Linked DNA regions of Mus musculus: regions 1, 3 and 4 are each linked to region 2. Evidence: chromatin contacts called from public HiChIP or PLAC-seq and promoter capture Hi-C data. All regions are on one chromosome and are shown on one strand. Each heading gives the region's core, a stretch centred on a gene start, on an enhancer-like site or on the middle of the called end of the contact. The rest is flanking DNA. Distances are from core to core; before and after follow the strand shown.

Evidence for each region. Promoter capture Hi-C pulls out the DNA fragments that hold promoters and counts their contacts. HiChIP or PLAC-seq counts read pairs in DNA pulled down with a chosen protein or histone mark.
Region 1: a contact with region 2 is called in a promoter capture Hi-C map of liver, with 2.7 times the contacts expected there. The contact joins the promoter of Rab24 here to the promoter of Macroh2a1 in region 2. A contact is called at or near these places in 2 of 39 promoter capture datasets (liver and pre-B cells).
Region 3: a contact with region 2 is called in a promoter capture Hi-C map of stem cell-derived epiblast-like cells, with 3 times the contacts expected there. The contact joins the promoter of Fam193b here to the promoter of Macroh2a1 in region 2. A contact is called at or near these places in 8 of 39 promoter capture datasets (cranial neural crest, frontonasal cranial neural crest, liver and 4 more) and 2 of 115 datasets of contacts at active chromatin or transcription factors (bone marrow-derived macrophages and embryonic stem cells).
Region 4: a contact with region 2 is called in an H3K27ac HiChIP or PLAC-seq map of microglia, with 6 times the contacts expected there. The contact joins the promoter of Rgs14 here to the promoter of Macroh2a1 in region 2. A contact is called at or near these places in 1 of 39 promoter capture datasets (pre-B cells) and 1 of 115 datasets of contacts at active chromatin or transcription factors (microglia).

What each region holds. Positions count from the first base shown.
Region 1 is chr13:55,320,700-55,323,437 of GRCm38.p6, reverse strand. It overlaps Rab24 (RAB24, member RAS oncogene family), which reads left to right and starts at 1,458. Exons shown (of 8, transcript NM_009000.3): 1 at 1,458-1,900; 2 at 1,980-2,048; 3 at 2,258-2,336; 4 at 2,444-2,511; 5 at 2,594-2,693. The coding sequence starts at 1,784. Prelid1 (PRELI domain containing 1) reads right to left here and starts at 1,383. Exons shown (of 5, transcript NM_025596.5): 1 at 1,157-1,383; 2 at 360-585. The coding sequence starts at 1,248.
Region 2 is chr13:56,133,937-56,136,970 of GRCm38.p6, reverse strand. Macroh2a1 (macroH2A.1 histone) reads left to right here and starts at 1,421. Exons shown (of 9, transcript NM_001159513.1): 1 at 1,421-1,625.
Region 3 is chr13:55,569,722-55,572,442 of GRCm38.p6, reverse strand. Fam193b (family with sequence similarity 193, member B) reads left to right here and starts at 1,323. Exons shown (of 11, transcript NM_145382.4): 1 at 1,323-2,721. It overlaps Gm31364 (a long non-coding RNA gene), which reads right to left and starts at 1,347. Exons shown (of 2, transcript XR_873486.2): 1 at 1,018-1,347.
Region 4 is chr13:55,368,312-55,371,011 of GRCm38.p6, reverse strand. It overlaps Rgs14 (regulator of G-protein signaling 14), which reads right to left and starts at 1,280. Exons shown (of 15, transcript NM_016758.3): 1 at 1,076-1,280. The coding sequence starts at 1,120.

The DNA of each region.
Region 1 (2,738 bases), core at 209-2,708, 810 kb after region 2:
GTTGGTGGTGCACGCCTTTAATCCTAGCACTTGGGAGGCAGAGGCAGGTAGATTTCTAAGCTCGAGGACAGCCTGGTCTACAAAATGAGTTCCAGGAGAGCCAGAGTTTCACAGAGAAACCCTGTCTCGGGGAAAAAAAAAAAGAAAAAAAGAACAGGGGTGTCTTTCCCCACCATCTGAGAGCCAAGGGACAGTCCCAGAGAATCTGACCAATCGAAAGGGTAGACCAATCTAAGGGCAGAACTCTAGAGATGCAGCTCATTGGTATTTTAGGCCTGCCTCTGGCCACAGAAGTTCCCACAACTCTCTTGCCTGAAATCTGAAGGGCAACTATTTTGAGGGAGCAAAGGAAGTCTCACCATCAGCCGGGCATGGTTGATGTTCCAGGTGAAGGTGGTCATGGTCTGATTCTGGGGGTCCACAATAGAGTCCTCCAGGATGTACACGGAGTGAGCAACGTTGGCAGGAAACAGTCGCTCTGCCCAACGTGGCATCCTGTTGGTCTTGGTCAGGAGTCTCCGGGACAGTAGCTTCTGGTCGGGGGTCACCTCCCGGTGCACTATGTCTTCGGTTAAGACATGTTTGCTGCAAGAGTTAAAGATGATTCTCAGGAGCCTGCTCTTGACAGCATGTCTACTGGTTCCTATTTAGCGCCTCCAGGTCATGGCTGCCTGCAATCTGTGATCTGTGCCCGGGTTCAGAATTAGAGTACACTGAACCTATCCCCGGGCAAATTCCAACTCCCTCCTCCACCCGACATGGATTCTGTGGCTCTCCAAAGCGAGCAAAATCTCAAGAATTATACCACTAGAGAGCGCCAGCAGCAGGTAAGCAAACCATCCTCAGGATTTCTGGCCCCGAAATACCGCTCAACTCCCGTGCTGCCGCCTCTTCCTGTCCAACCACCTTTGGACTGCAAAATAGAAATCTAGAGCCCAATATAAATCACAAACTAGACAATCTTCTTCGAGGACTTTGGAGGCTTGGACTGATTCTAATCCTATAAGGATTTTGTGCTATAACTGTGGCCACAGTTCCGCAGATAGCCCACATCGGACTCTGTCCAGTCTTTCAAACTCCACTATTGAAGGACAGCCTACGGTGCGATCTCCAGAAGAAGAGAGGAAGGCGACTCGCTCTACCCAACGCCACGTACCTATAGGGATTCGGGTACCGTTGCCAGAAGGCGGCGAACACTTGGTCCCAGGAACTTCGGAGCACGCTCTGGCCCAGGAAATACTTCACCATCGTCCCGACCCGGACGGGCTCAGCACCCGTGCAGCATCAGGGTGAAGAGCCCGGGGGTGGGGGGGACGTGGCTAGGCGCACGCCCGCCAGGCTCGCAGCTCAATCTCCGCAGGACCGCGCCCAGGTCCCTACCGCCGCCATCAGGGGTTATAGGACTGCACGACGCTTCCGGCGCCGGATGCATAGGATCGGCCACTTCCGGCGCCCGCGTCACGTGACCGGGCGTCCCGCCTCTTGGCTTCCAGTCCCAGAGGTGCTGTTTGGAGTTAGCTACGAGGACCCCAGATTCAGTCGGTAACCCCGGCGCAGCGGAGCTTCGGGCGCAGCGGCGGTCGCGCGGGTGAGCACCGCAGGGCTCTGCGGCGCGGTGGAGGGCGCTGTCCGCGTCCCCGCGCCGCGGCTCTGCAAAGGACGGAGCGCCCCGGGCCGAGGCGCCAGGGGCCTGCGAGGTGCGAGGCCCTTGGGGTTGGGGTCTGAGGCTTGGGCTCTGCCTGGGCCGCGCGGACCCTGAAGTGGGTGAGGCGGCCCAGGGAGCATGAGCGGGCAGCGCGTGGACGTTAAGGTGGTTATGCTGGGCAAGGAATACGTGGGCAAGACGAGCCTGGTGGAACGATACGTGCACGACCGCTTCTTGGTGGGGCCCTATCAGAACGTGAGTGCACCCCTGCGGAGCAGGCATGGGAGGAAGGGGTCCGGCCAGTATTCCACACTTATCTCTTCCCTGGTTGTAGACCATCGGGGCTGCTTTCGTGGCCAAGGTGATGTGCGTTGGAGACCGGACGGTGACTCTGGGCATTTGGGTAAGTCCCTTGAGAACAGAGTCTTGTGCAAACCTGTCTCCCGAATTTAATGTCTTGCCTCTTAAACCAGCCAACTGGAGCCTCATAGAGGTCGTTTTTCCTTCCTCACACCCATTTACTCGTCTAAAAAAAGGAGGGGGGGTTGTCTGGAAGATGGGGCCTATTTTGTAGTCTTGTGAAGGAGCTTATTAACTCCTTTCACCCCTCAGGACACAGCAGGTTCCGAGCGCTACGAAGCCATGAGCAGAATCTATTACCGGGGTGCTAAAGCTGCAATTGTCTGTTATGGTAAGGGGTTGAATTCTGGCGTGTTCAAGTAGTAAGGGTTAGGTTACAGGCCAGCATCAGAGGGAAGCCGCTGATCTTTATGTGTCTCTTGCCTTACCCTTACCAAGACCTCACTGACAGCAGCAGCTTTGAGAGAGCCAAGTTCTGGGTTAAGGAGCTGCGCAGTTTAGAAGAGGTAGGTGGCCAGATATCACAAGAGTAGGGACAGAGACTGTATTGGTCTGTGGAGATAATCTCAGCCTTGTCTTCTGCTACAGGGCTGTCAAATCTACCTGTGTGGCACTAAGAGTGACCTGCTGGAGGAAGACAGGCGGCGCCGTCGTGTAGACTTCCATGATGTTCAGGACTATGCCGATAGTAGCTGTTTTTAAGTCTCTGAGGATGGGGGCTTGGGGGCGGGTA
Region 2 (3,034 bases), core at 172-2,671:
CCAGCCCATAATAGTTTTGGAGTTTCATGTTTGGAGTACTCCTCCTCAGTACCCGTTCCATGGCTTGCTTGCTCCCTCTACTCCCTCAGGCCTTTCCAGAAATGTTTCTTTCTTACTGAAACTCGCTCTTTTTAAAAGGTTAGATGGACTTACTTTATTCTGTGTGTTTGAGTGTTTTGCCTACTTGTGTGTATGTGCACCCCGTGGTGCCTGATATTCATGGATGTCAGAAGAGTGCACTGGAGCCCCCCCCCCCCCCCCAGTGGAGTTATCAGGACCACACAAATGAATCCTGGGAACAGAATCCTGGCCCTCTGCAAGAGCACGAAGTGCTGTTATACACGGAGCCATCCATCTCTTCAGCCTCAAGACTACCAAATACACCCCTGCTTACCTTTCCTAGGATTTTTTTTTCCTACCTTGTTTCCTCTGAGAATTTATACTCTGTAATGTGTGATTCCTTTGTCTCTTGCCTTTCTTTTCCCACCAGACTGTAAGCTCCAGGAAAGCGGGATGGGGGTAGGGTGGAGTGGGGTGGGGTGGGAGTTGCCAGTTCTGTTCACCATTTCACAACTACACTCAAGTTTATGCATGGTGTGCAGAATGTCCCAGATATTTACTTGAAATAATGAATGCATGGGCCAGGGGCTTTAGACAATGCTTTTTGTGTCTATAAAATGCGCTAGGGTTGGAGAGATGGCCCAGCTGTTAAAGGGTCACAAACCAAAAACCTGCTAATATTCTAGTGTAGCCTGGGCCTGAAGGAGAGTCTTTAGTTTTGTGGATAGATGTTGCTGCCCTTTCTCTGGCTGACACCCACCCCACCACCTTAATATGTAATAAAAGTATCAACTGTTTAAATCAGTAAGTCTCCACTTGGAGCCAGTAGTCAACAAACGTTTGCTTGGTGGAGGTAGCTAACCGATTCCACGAGCAAAGCAAGACCAGACTTTGAGGCCAGCTCTGTAGAATCCCACTGATCAAGGGAGTTGAGCTACGGTAGCTGATCTTGGGGCACACAGCTGCCTTGTATTTAAAAAGTCAGGAGGCTGGATTGAGGCGCGGAGTTGGTGCTGACCGGGCAGAAGAAGATCCCTGGTCACAGCAATTGTTCTACCCTCCCTCTTTGTGGACGAGGCTACTGGGGACAAGGGGACACCAGACACACAGTAGGTGCTCACAGCAGACGCTTGCAGAGCCGCGCTACCTACAGGCACCTTTCTGAGGCCGGACCCCTGCAGCTCCCGCGCGCAGACCGATGCCTGGGGGCGGGGGGGGGGGGCGGCGCAGAGCACCAAGGCCTGGGTACAACCGAGGCTGGCGTCGTTGGCGTCCGCGGCCCGAGGCAGGCCGGGGTCAAGGCCGGGGCGCCGAGTGGCGCGGGGAGGGGTGGCCGGACGCGCGAGGCCGGGAAGGGATGTGACGAGCGGCGCGCTGTGCATTGTGGGAATCCCGGGGCCGCCGCGAGTGGTTCCAGTTCACTGGTTCCAGCGGAGCCGGGCGGAGGGCGCGAGCGCGGGACGCGCGGGCGGGAAGCGAGGAGGCGTGGGCGGCCAGGCAGGAGTGCGGAGCGGACCGGCGCAAGCGGCCGACCGGCCTCGGGCCCCTCACCGTGCAGCCGCCCGGTAAGTGCCGCGCGGGCCTCGGAGCCGCAGGCTGCCGGTCCGCCCCGTCTGGGCCCCGCGCGCCCGACTGCTGCCGCGCGCGGGGCACTGCCTGGCGCCCGGGAAGCTCCGGCGGTTACCCTCGGACCTCGGGCCGCCCGGAGTCCGCCAAGGCCCTGCCCGGGGCAGCGTGCGGGTCCGGATGGTTTTGTTCGGAAAGCAAACCCGGAAACCAACTTCGCTCGGAGACGCACCCCTACCCCCGCCGGGGCGCTTTGTGGGCAAGGGGCTGATCGGGTCTCCCCCTCTGCCCGGGAGGGAGAGCCAGGGATGGCGTGGGCCCGAGGGCACCGAGGCCCGGAGGCCGTGACCAGCCGTTCCGCCCGGGCCCGGAGCTGCTGTGCTCAGAGTTTACTTGCTCGTGCGCCGCCGGCCCGCGCGTGCCCTCCCGGGCACAATAAAGTGGGGCGCGAGCCACAGGCCGTTGTGAGGCCGGCTGGTGGGGCACCCGCCGCGAGGCCTGAGCAGGCGAGGCCTGGGGACCACTCGCGGACGGAATCCCAGGCCGGGGCGGGCTGGAGAGGAGCTATGGAAGCCCCGCGGCTCTCGCTCGCCTTTTGTTTGCTTTGTGCTGGGGAGGTGTTATTTTTAAGGTGACTCTGGAAGACTGGAGGCTCCCCGCGCGCAGAGGGACAGCTGAGAGTCTCTGGGGGTGGGGTGAGTAGAGATGGGAGGCGCGGGATGCTGCTGACGGTGTCACCTGACAACAGGTGTGCAAGATGCTGAGCCCAGCGCCCACTCCTGCAGAGACCACCGATATCTCACTGCTGGGCAGAAGATTGCTTGAAAGAGTCTTTGAAGAAATGCAGGGGAAAGTGTTTTCTAGGTTTGACGGTGTAACTTTTGAACAAGCAGTTGAGGCAGATCTCGTCTCCAACAATTACAATCATTATGAAGTCTTTGTAAGATTTTAACGATCTAATAAAACAGCTTAGAAGAATAGACAATTAGAGGGGTTCTCCTCTTCGGTTTCCCTCTTGCTGACACCTCTGTGGTTTGAGGTTTTACTGTTAAAAGAGAGGAAGTGTTTTGTTTGTAGACACTGCAGCATGGAGTCCCAGTTTTGAAAGTCTGTGCTGGAGTGGAAGACAAAAGTCCAAACCCAACTAAATTTCCTGTAGGTTCACCTTAAGGTGTGCAGTCAAAGTTGCGGTTAGTTCTGAAATGGACACCCTCATACTCGCTACTGGAGTTACTACAGCTTGTCCACAATTGACCAATTGAGCAACAGCAACTGGGCTTACACACAACCTCTGACTCGATCAACCTTTTCAACTTGTGGGGATTTTTTCCCCTTAAGGATGAGGAGTCTCCCGAGATTTTAAACTTTCCCTCTTTCTCATTTTGCTACGAGCTAGGTCATAGTTTTC
Region 3 (2,721 bases), core at 74-2,573, 560 kb after region 2:
TAGGCTCGGGAGCTGAAGCAATGAGCCCAAGAAGTGGGCTCACAGGCCTTTTAAAGCAGAAAACCACAACCAGGTATGAAGTGGAAGATTAGGGTGAGGGTCTAGGCAACCTTTACCATGGTTGGTTGTGGTTAGGGGGCTTTCCAGAGGTCCTGGTTCCTGATTGGTCTGTGGTGGCCCCTAGGTATTCCAGGGAAAGAAGGGTGGCAACTGTTTCAGGATCTTGGAGAAAAGGCCAGATGTTCCTCCCCTTCCCTGAGTGGTAGACTCTAGAACATTTGTGGTTTTTCTTGGAATTGGGGCCATGCAAAACGGAGGACAGACTTCAAGATGGAGCAAGTTAGGCCAAAGAAGTTTAACCCAGTCCCACCGACACACACACATACACACACATACCTATTAAAACAATAAGATAAATAGAGCAATTTTTAAAAATTGATTTACTTCTTGGTAGTCAAAGTTTCAGATTTTGTTCTGATTGATGTTATCAATATAAATTCCACGTGTAACTACTAAAAAGTTCCAGTTTCACTCGACAAGGCATAAGACAGCATTGGAAACTTAAAAAAAAAATACATATATTTTTTTGTTCCATGTGCCTGAATTTTTCTCCCCCTGTGGGAAGAAAATGGGTGGAGATGACATATTAACAACTAAAATGCTGAGCTATTAAAACATTTCTAATTTTGCTTTGTGGGTTAAAGACCTCTCTCGCACATACCACTTAAAAAAAAAAAAAAACATTGCCAGAGTATGTGCTTTAATCATTTCATCCTTGTCACGCCGATCCTATTATCTATTTAAGTGACCCCCTTCCCCATCAGCCTCAAGAACGACCTGAGTCTGGGTCCTGCAGTTCTGAGCACAGAACGTGGGGCTCCCAGTAAACGACAAGTAAAGACCTGCCTATTCTTTCGCCTCAGGCTGACCACAGGTGTGGTGGGATGATATCTAGGAATCTATGGTAGGCATTTTGCAGCCAGTGCTTGTCCATTGCAAAATGGGAATAATTCGTACCTGTTTCCAAGTGATTTAGGGAGGAGCCAAGAGATGAGCGTGAAAAGTTCGCAGCAAAAAGATTAGTAACTCACTCATTATTTAATGGATAATTAAGCTCCTAGGCCCGCTATTACAGAGCCCAATGTGTTTCTCCAGCCGATCGCAGCCTTTCGGACTAGTGCTTAGGACAGGATCTCGCCCGGGGCTGGTCTCCTGCGAAGCCCAGCGAGGTGGCCTTATTAAAAATGGCGCTGGCGGCTTCCGTGGCGACTGCGGCGGCGCGGACTGAGTGTGCCCTCTGACCTGTTGGCAGCAGGCGGGGAGGGGCGCCGGGCGCCGCCATATTGGCTGTTGTCCTGTGAGGGGAGCGGCGGCGGCGGCGGCGGCGGCGGCGGCGGCGGCGGCGGCGGAGGCGCGAGAGGAGCCAGCGAGCGGGGGAGCGGCGCAAGAGGCAGCATGACTCGGAGGCGGAGCAGGCCAAGCGGCGGCGCGGGCCGGCGGGAGCGGGCGCGGGCCGCGGGGCTGCAGAAGCCCCAGGCGCCCGAGCCGCAGCCGCCGCCGCCGAGCCTGGAAGCGGGAGCCGGTGCAGGGCCCCCGGAGGTGCCCGCCGAGCTGGATTGCGACGGTCCCCGAGAGGAAGAAGAGCCCAAGCTGGCTCCAGGCCCTCAGGTAGGATCGAGCAAAACGACTCCGACTGCCGGGCTGCTTACACCTCCCCAGAGCGGGAGCGGGAGTGGGGCGGGAGTGGGCATGGACCATACTGTGGGTCTGGGACCAAATCCCAAGTCCGGGGCAGATGCTTTCAACCCGCTTGCCGGGAGTGGAAGCTGGACCCCTCTCCAAAGCCAAAGCTCAGCCAACCCTCTTGCGACCCTTGTAAAGCTACCCGTTCAGGCCCTGCTCCGGAGCTAAATCTTCTGACCATTTATGCTCTCTGGGACTCGCTCAGGTCCCGAGACCACCGCTTAGTTCTCTGCCCTCCACTTCCCTTTGGAGCCACCTGATTCCCCCCTATCCCCTAGCCCCTAAAAGACCATCATCTCAGGGCGCTGGAACCTGCAAGGCTGCAGCCTCTGTGCGCCCCTCCACCCCCGCCCCCAGCAGCTTCATCCCTTCCCCTGCACGGTCTGCAGCCGCTACCCTCAACAGCTGTACCTCTCTGCATCTGCCTTCCGGGACCTCTCTCCTTTCCCTACCCAGCAGAACAGTTGGCGGCCCCAAAGACTGTTAGAATAACTCCACTAAAGAGGAAACCCTTGTTCTCCTCCTATCTCCTGTCCCATAAGGAGCCCCCACTCCCACCTCCAACCCCCGCCAGTCCACTAGTTTGGTGAATCCTGCGAGACTAAGAGTATTTGGGAGGATTCTCGGAAGCTTCCAGCTTGCCACCTGGAAGGTCACTTTCTTTTGAGCAAAAAGGAGCAAACAGGAGAGGCGGGGGTGGCGTGGGCCACAGTTGCTCAGGGAGGGTTGTGGCACCCGGGGCTGGGTGGCTCACCCTAAGCTTGCTCTGACAAAAGAGTTTTGAGTTGGTTTTTTGGCTGAGCCTGCCAAGGAAGGCAGGCCCCTGCAGGAGTCTTGGAGGGTCGGATGCAGCGCCCGGATGAGGACGAGGCGTGGCGGAAGATGCGTTTGGCTCTGCAGACACTGCATCGGGCAGCAGGGGACTCTGGGAGGCTGGTGCAGCCTGAAGGCATGGCTCTTGACAGCCTTCTAGTAGAA
Region 4 (2,700 bases), core at 31-2,530, 770 kb after region 2:
AAGAGGGGATGAAAGTACAGGGGTTATCAGGATAACCCTTCCGTAGCCTTTACAATGCTCAAGTGTCTCATATTCATTATGGCACTCAGCAAACAGGACATTGATCAGTTTCTATTTCATTTTACTGATGACGAAACAGGACAGGATCTTTCTTGGGAAAAGACAGCAGAGCTAGAACTGGATCCCAGGTCTCTCTCTCTGGATCCCAGGTTATTCTGGACCCACTGGCTTTATCCCATGGTTCTAGGCTGGGGCCTTAAGATAGAGGTTACCAGGACACTGTTTGGTCCCCCTGGAGTGATCCTGCTAGGTGAGCCAGGTCCCTAAGGAGAAAAGGGAGGCTCAACACAGCCTGTCCTATTTGGTGAATGAAAGAAGAGCCAGAAACTTGGAGACAACTCTAGTCAGGAGTTAAACAGCCTGGAGAAGGTCTAATGGGTTAGGGCTGCAACCAGGGCATCCTATACTAAGTTGCACGCACACACACACACACACACACACACACACATACACACACACACACCCTTCCTGGAAGCTAGGAATAGACCAGACAGAGCTGATCTTCCTGTCCTGCCCTTACTGACCCGTCCTGGGCTGCCCAAAGAACACTAGTTCTGGCAGGCTGCCTCTGGAGCAGGTTGATGCAGTGATCCAGCAAGGGCTGCTCTTAAAACCTTATCTTGGGCACTTAGAGCGTGAGATGAAGAGAGGAGGGCTGAGGGCCTGAGACATAGGGCTTGAGAAGTTTTAGAAGTGACCACTGGATCTCCAGGCTACTCTGTAATCAACTTCAGTAATCCCAGTAGCGGATGAGGGAGCAGCGAGTCCAACCTGCATGTGGAACCAGAGACCTAAGTCTGCTGTGTTCTGGACTAATCCCTGGGGTTGCACCAGACTCCTAGCAGGGCATCTGGAAGGGTCCTAGGGTGACAGCACCAGGTCCCAATGCCAGCAGCTGTCTGTACCCAACTTCTCCAGCCTGCTCCTCTGCAACCCTGCTGGGTGTGCCTCCTGGACTCCACCCTGGGTGTGCCCACCCCCCTCCCTGTGGCTCTGGCTCAGAGCCCACACTCACCATGCGCCCGTTGGGGACACCCAAGTGCTTGGGCTTCCCTGGCATACCGCCGTTGATCACAGGTCCCCTCCACGGGGGGCCACCCACCACAAGGATCGCGGAAGCACTCTCTTGGGGTGGCAAGCAGGCAGTGGAGAGAGAGAGCTCTGCTCCTCCGGGCCCTTACATCCTGAAACACCAGCTCACTACCTCTTTTCTCTGCCACAGGAAGTGTCTCTATAGAAACCAAACCACAGAAAGAAGCAAGGTCTAAGAGAGCGAATGTCTCTTCCTACTCTCATACACACACACACACACACACACACACACACACACACACACGTTCATGCACACACACATGCCGCCAACGCACCCTCGGTTGCACACCATGCAAGCACCAACAGCCAGCAGGAGCCTCCTTTTGCCCAGCGAGGTACCTGGAGTGTTCAATCTGAAGGCTCCAAGGATGTGTCAGCATGCTGAAGTGCATGCTCATACAACTAGACACTTGTGGAGCAGACAGTCTGGGGGGGGGTTCCATGGACATGGGGCATGTGTTCCGAGTCCTAGGCATCCACAAAAGTGCATTGTTCACTACTCATTTACCTTCTATGTCCCAGGCTTATGCATGCTTAGCAACCCTAGCTCAGGCAGTTTGCATGCGGAGACTGCTGCCCCTAGGCTGTCATCTGATAGCCAGGTGAGCAAAGAGGTAATCACATCACCTGTGTGACCATGCATGTGGGCATGCTGTGTCACGAGGGCACCTGAATCTTCAGGCATACACACTCGAATCTGGGCAGGGTAGCACATGTATGTAATGCCAGCCCTTGTGAGGCAGAGGCAGGAATAACAGTTTGAGGTCAGACTTAGTTACAGGAAACTCAATCTGGATCTATACTATGTCTGTATCTATATCTAAATGTAAACAAAATAAGATAGATAGTGTATAGTGCCTTGGATGGGTGCATATGATAGGCATGCCTATGTATAGTCAGACACCCCAGGGGCTGGGTATGCACACATGCACTGAAGGGTAGGAGAATGGATTGGGTATATCCATACCAAAGAGGTAAAGTAAGCCATACTCAGTAGAAAGCCCACCTCTGTGCAGAACTGTCTTAGCTCAGACTCCAAAAAGCAGGTGGAGCTCTTTGAGTGCAAGGCCAGCCTCATTTACATATCAGCCAGGACTACATAACGATACCTGGTCAACAAACAAACAAACAAAGGAAAACAAACCGGGCTGTAGAGATGGCTCAGTGGTTAAGAGCACTGGCTACTCTTCCAGAGTTCCATTCCTGGTCACCACATGGTAGTTCACAACTGCTCCTGACTTCAGTTCCAGAGGACCAGATGCCCTCTTCTGGCCTCTGAGGGTACCAGGTATGCAGATGGTATACAGACACCCAGGCAGGCAAAACGGTCATACACATAAAAATAGTTTTTAAATTATTAAGAAAAAAAAATGCCATGTGCTGGGTGGCCGGGACAACAGACGCTCAGTTCTCACCATTCCGGAGGTGGCACGTCCAGGCTCAAGCCCTGACACACTTGTGCTCTGACGAGTCATGGCTTGCAGACGGCCATCTTTTTGCTGTGCCCACGTGTCAGAAAGCAGAGAGATAGGGAGCATACTGTCTCCT